2 separate regions of the Mus musculus genome follow, and region 1 is linked to region 2. A link is a contact called in public HiChIP or PLAC-seq data. All regions are on one chromosome and are shown on one strand. Each heading gives the region's core, a stretch centred on a gene start, on an enhancer-like site or on the middle of the called end of the contact. The rest is flanking DNA. Distances are from core to core; before and after follow the strand shown. Region 1 overlaps Ptprn2 (protein tyrosine phosphatase, receptor type, N polypeptide 2). Region 2 has its middle 8.6 kb from the start of Gm23732.

Region 1 (2,700 bases), core at 87-2,586, 400 kb before region 2:
CTTTATAAATTATCTCATTCCACCCAAGCACTTTAATTTTTTTATTATATTTAAAAATGCTATATGCTTTTTTTTAATGAGCTAATAAGACTATATATGCCTGCCTCATCTCAGGAAAAGGAGTCATGAATTAAAGAGACCCCCCACATATGAATGCAGGCATCCTGGACTCCATTCCACACCCTGCCCCATGGCCACCTGTCCATCTTCACTGAGACTGGCCACACCTCTCTGCTCCACCAGCTAGCAGGATGAATTATACAGTCACCATGACAACAGTAAATCCAGGCCAGCAACAACAGGATGTTATATTTCTTAGGACTCCTGTCAGCCACAGCAAACACCCAGCCTGCAGCACTTGGGCAGCCTGCCTTGCCATTTCCCAGACCTAGCTGCACTAGAAAAAAAGGTGTCAAATACTGTCTGTTCCCTTACACCAAGACCTGAATATCTATATTTACATTTAAATTGCTTTTCTTTCCCAAAGAATAGAAGGCTATTATCTTAATAATGCATCTTTCACTGAAGGTTAGGAAGGCAAGTTGGAGTTGGGGGAAGAAAATAAACCAAAGAATGATTCTGGTTCACTTTTAGACTTTCTTTCTGCAGAGGGAAGAGGGAAAGTTGTGTCTGCTGTCATTAGTGCTATGTCTCTGGTTAGACTGAACACACACACACACACACACACACTGCGTCCTTCATCATCAGAGCTTGGTGAGTATAAATTGACCATATTTAGCTGAGAAGATACTTTTAAGATAATCTACTTAATGCTATCTCCCCAAAGCAGCACAAAGTCCAGCTCAGGGGGTCAGGGTCCTGCCAGCCAAGGCACATGGTCCTGGCCTGGCCCATCACAGAAATCGTCCTGCAGAAAGCAAGCACAAAACCGAGATGGAGACGGTTGGCATTCTGCTCTCCTTTCTTCCCAGGGCCAGCTCTTGCCCTTCCCTGCTGGCCCCTGCTGCCAGCTCAGACACACACACATACAGTCCTCCCTAACTGAGATTCCTGATCTAGGCCACAGGGCTGGCCCTCGGCATGGCCCCAAAGCACTTGGTTTAGTGTTTCGGACAGACAAAGCTTGACATTTGCACTCAAGGAGGGGCTTGGCCTGGGGCAAGTAGGGCACCCTTGGCTATGCAGGGCCACTTAAGAGTACGAGGGCATCTGTGGCAGCTCAGAATTAGCAGCAGCTGCAGGAGGAGGCTCCCCTTCCCCACGTACAAGCTAAAGACGGGCAGGCAGTAAGCTAAGAAGAAAGAGTGTGTGCTTTGTCAACCTGCCTGGGGTTCCAGAGGGCTACTACACACCCAGTCTCACTCTGAAACACATAACTGTGACCTTCCAGCATTATCTCCACCTCTCCCCTTGTTCAAACAGCAAACTACCCAGAACTTGGCACCCATTAAACACACACAAAGTCATTTTCTTCATTTGAGAAGTCTTTGGCCACTCCCCTTCCTGTTGACAGCTACTCATCCAACATTTCCAGGAGCTAGCCCTAGGAAGGACTTCCTGTGAGATCAACATGAAGCCATGAAAACAGAAAATGTGCAGGCATCAAGCACAGGCTGGGGGCAGGGGGCCAAGTAGAGCTAGCACTGAGGAATGCCAGCACACTAGACTCAGGTTCATTCTTTCTTCCTTACCACCAGAGTCCATCACCAACAATGCCCCTTCCTCCTGAAGAACAGGCCTACACTCAGGGACTGAGGCTGATAGGCACTGAGACACACATCTGTGAGTAAGAACTCTCTCCCTATCCCTAGCACCCAAAGACAAAAAGCTCTGCGTCCTTCAGATCAAAGGTGTGGAAGCCACCCTCTAGTCCACAGCAGAAGAAACAGATCCAAAACTTCAGCAATGCCCCAAGCATAATCCGTACTCACCGTTCACACAGGTCTCCAGTGATCCACACAAGCCATCCTCAAACAAGCATCCTAGATAAAAAGACAGAAGAGAAAGAAGTCAGTGACAGAGAAACCAATGGCCTTGGAGGCTTGAAAAAAAAAAAACCCTCCCCACCCCCATACAGACTCCTTGGATCTGCTTCTTCGTGATGGTGCTGGATTATTCTGAAGCCATTCTAACAGACCTCTGTATGATCTGGACAACCTGTCTATCAGGAGGATTGGTGGCATGTCCTGTGCCTTCAAGTTCACATCAGAGAGAGGCCATGTCCTTGGCATGGCCATCTATCTATGCAGATATGCCCCCTCTAGCCTCACAGCATTTCTAAACTGCCCACCCAGGGAAGTCAGGGCTTGAGACTGAGCTCACAGCAGCATCATGGACAGAAGTATACACAATACCAGAAATGGGCCAGACCTCTGGACCTAATCCAACTGTGCACACTAAGAAGGATTCTGAGATCCTGATTTCTCATGACTCCATGGAGACTGGTTATGTGCCTCTGCATGGGGACAATGACAAAGAAGGAAAGGTCATGCAAAGAGAAACAGAGGCTTGGTGAGTGTCAAAAGAATGGAGGCATTCAGAGGAGACTTCACTAAAGCCACCAAGGTGGCTAGCCTCTCTCACAGTGGAAACAGAGCCTGATAGCCTCCCATAAAACAGGGGACCAAAGCAAATGTACTCACAGAGCAACTGGATGTAATCTGTAGCCACCCTGAACACAGGGAAAAGATGGGAAGAGCAGGCAAGATCAGGGGGACATGAAAGACGTCTTTCTACTCA
Region 2 (3,003 bases), core at 220-2,719:
GCACAGTATTAAGCTCACAGACAAACCCTGACTGATAGAGGGTGGCATAAAATAAACCAGAACCAGGAAATCAAAACCAGTAACTAGTGAGCTGCAATTCATAGAAAACCATAGAGCCCTGAAGGGGCAGAGGAACATAGGGAAAGAAATGGCATGATCTATTCCCACCCTGCCCCCTCATGCTGGAGCTGGGCACTCTGCTCCCTCCCAGGAGAAAACTACCAAGAAAGCTCCTGAAGAGCAGCCTTTTAAAGACATTGCCCTAATTCTGGGCTAATGTTTGTTGTTTTCTCAGAAACAGCAAGCCTGGGTCCTTTTTTCACTAGTATGTAGATTTCTTGTTCATGACCAGGGACAAATGTACTTGCGGATTTGTTTTCTTTCTTTCTTTCTTTCTTTCTTTCTTTCTTTCTTTCTTTCTTTCTTTCTTTCTTTCTTTCTGTCTGTCTGTCTGTCTGTCTGTCTGTCTGTCTGTCTTCTCTCTCTCTCTTTCTATCTCTCTCTCTCTCTCCACCTCCTCCTCCCCCTCCATCTCCTCCTTCCTCCTCCCCTCCCTTCCCCTCCCTCCCTCCCTCCCCTCTCTCCCTTCCTCCCCTCCCTCCCTCCCTCTCTCCCTCCCTACTTCCTTCCTTCCTTCCTTCCTTCCTTCCTTCCTTCCTCCCTTCCTTCCTTCCTTCCTCTCTCTCTCTCTCTCTAATACATTATCTAACCACAGACTGAAAGTGTCCTTCAGAACACATAGAGTAAAGCTTACTATTATCTAGTTCTCAGCCATTCTGGGAACAGTGCCAATGTTTTATATGGGTAAATTGCATTTAAACTACCTGACAATTCTGAAGGACCTAGACATAGAGGAAAACATCCCAAGGAGGTTAGAGACTCAGCTAGAGCTGCTAAGGGAGGCCAGGGCTGAGGTCAGACTTCCACTGTGTCTTACTTAGCCCTTAACCCTTCAATGCCCTTAAGCCATCCTCTTAGAACAATGAATTTGGAGTAAGATGGGTAAAAAAGCCAGAATGGGTAATCTCACTTGACTCTTGGGTTCCTTTCAGATTCCATTAGAAAGTGAGTTTTGTCTCTGAAGAAGGAAAATTAGACTGGCTGTTCACCTTCCATTGGACACTAGATAGAAAGAACCAAGAGACTAAAAATCAAAGTCCTGGGTTTAGATACAAGTGAAGGAAAACTTGTCTATCAGGTGCCCATAAATGAAGCACATAGATAAATTAAGATTCAGTTTCTTCTATACTTATACACATCACATATGCATTTTGAACCACATATGTAAGTCTATATAAGGTGAATAAGTGTAATTATCACTGAGCAGGGAGCCGGGAGCAAATATAAGAAAACAATTGTACTCTATCATAGGATTGATTTCTGTCAGTGCAACCTTCACAGAGGATCACCTACAGGCTGGAATAGCTAAGGACACTCTCATTTGTAAGAACTAACATGGGGATGGATTGATGACTCAGTCGGGAAAGCCCTTGCCACTCAAGCACTCACATAACAAACTGGGCATAGAGGCAAGCAGTGCAAGTTGTGGTCAAACCTGGGCAGGAGCCTGAGAGCCTGGTGGCAGGGACACAAGATTTCCAGTGTTCACAGAACATTTTCCTCAAGGCGCCAAGCATTTCTCAAGACAACCCTGGCAGTTTATTATTTGGGTACAGAATGATTGGCACCTTGTGAGCAGAAAATTGGAAATAGGGCTCTAGACAGCCAATGACCCTCAGGCCACTGCAACATGTTCAGTAGTGTGACTAAGCTGTTGCTTAGTGACCAGCAGTGGAACTATAATTCCACACACCTCGTGGTAGCTGAGCTGACTCATGGCTGAGCTCTGTGACTTTGTATACACAGATGCCTTGTATATACATGATGACAAGCAAGTTATTCAGAGTCTCTGATATCCACTCCCTCAGACCCCAGTCCCCTGACATTAGTTTCAACTCCACATTTGATGTGGTTTGAGGGTTTTATTCTTTCCTGGTCTGCCTTGCTTCATTAGTTGTAGTATTTTACTTCTTATAAGTAGGATGTAAGTAGGAACTCTTTCTATGAGCTAGCCATCTTTTATAAAGACATTTTCATGTTGAAGAACTAAAGAGTCCCTATTTCCAAGGCTTAGCCATAAGTTGAGCTAGCTCTACATTCTGACCCATGCTTTACCTTGCCCAGTGGTATAGAGAGAGATATATGCTTACTTACCTTTTATCAAAGAAAATATGTTGGGCAGGGAAGACATTCAGAGTGAATGTTTATTATTGACATGTACACGGCTGTGTTAAGGACCCCAATGTCTCAGACCCATGGAGATGGTGACGCCTTCCATTCCAAGTATGAATTTTAGAAGTGATTGACTTTTGGCTAAAACTAGTGTAGGCAGAAATGAACAACCACAGCTTCTTCCTCCAGGATGACAGCAAGTTGAAACTGCTTTCCTACAGAGGCCTCCTTCCAAGGTTAGCCAACTCATCTCCTCTTCCTTCAGCTGTATACAATAAACCCATGTCCTCTTCAGCAGTATTAATAAGTGTGCAGAATTTTTGGGCTGATGGTCATCAGAGCATACAGGGCACTGGAACCCAGCCTTTCTGTACATGTTGGTATTCAATTACATGGCAACAGCCAGATAGACATGGCCCACTATAAAAGGGACTGCTTGTCCCTTCCTCTCTCTGTGTATTACTCCTGCTTTTCTCCCTTGCCTCTTGCCCCCTTGCTGCCCTTCTCTCCCCATTCCTTTACTCCCTCTCTCTACGTGGTCATGGCTGATCTCTACTTCTCTACTCTTTCCTTCTCTCTGCTTTTCTCTGCCTCTACTATTCTCTTAACTCCCTTCCCCATCCATGCCCTAAATAAACTCTATTCTATACTATACGGTTGTGTGGCTAGTCTCTCAGGGGGAAGGGATGCCTTGGCATGGGCCCACTGAGGCACTCCTTTCCCCCACCCCTCACCACATCCCCATAGAACATATCCCTATACCTCTTTATC

The links. HiChIP or PLAC-seq counts read pairs in DNA pulled down with a chosen protein or histone mark.
Region 1: a FOXA1 HiChIP or PLAC-seq map of pancreatic cancer cells shows a contact between it and region 2. The contact joins two enhancer-like sites. A contact is called at or near these places in 1 of 15 datasets of contacts at CTCF or cohesin (the NIH/3T3 cell line) and 1 of 115 datasets of contacts at active chromatin or transcription factors (pancreatic cancer cells).

What each region holds. Positions count from the first base shown.
Region 1 is chr12:116,579,642-116,582,341 of GRCm38.p6, reverse strand. It overlaps Ptprn2 (protein tyrosine phosphatase, receptor type, N polypeptide 2), which reads right to left. Exons shown (of 23, transcript NM_011215.2): 2 at 1,893-1,943. Among named protein-coding and RNA genes, the nearest start is that of Ptprn2, 95 kb to the right of the region's middle. Within about 2 kb of position 1,336, at least 51 of the 459 cell types and tissues checked have an H3K27ac peak or open chromatin away from gene starts, as enhancers often do. A contact at or near this core is called in pancreatic cancer cells, where this site is marked.
Region 2 is chr12:116,180,372-116,183,374 of GRCm38.p6, reverse strand. No RefSeq gene overlaps it. Among named protein-coding and RNA genes, the nearest start is that of Gm23732, 8.6 kb to the right of the region's middle. Within about 2 kb of position 1,469, at least 63 of the 459 cell types and tissues checked have an H3K27ac peak or open chromatin away from gene starts, as enhancers often do. A contact at or near this core is called in pancreatic cancer cells, where this site is marked.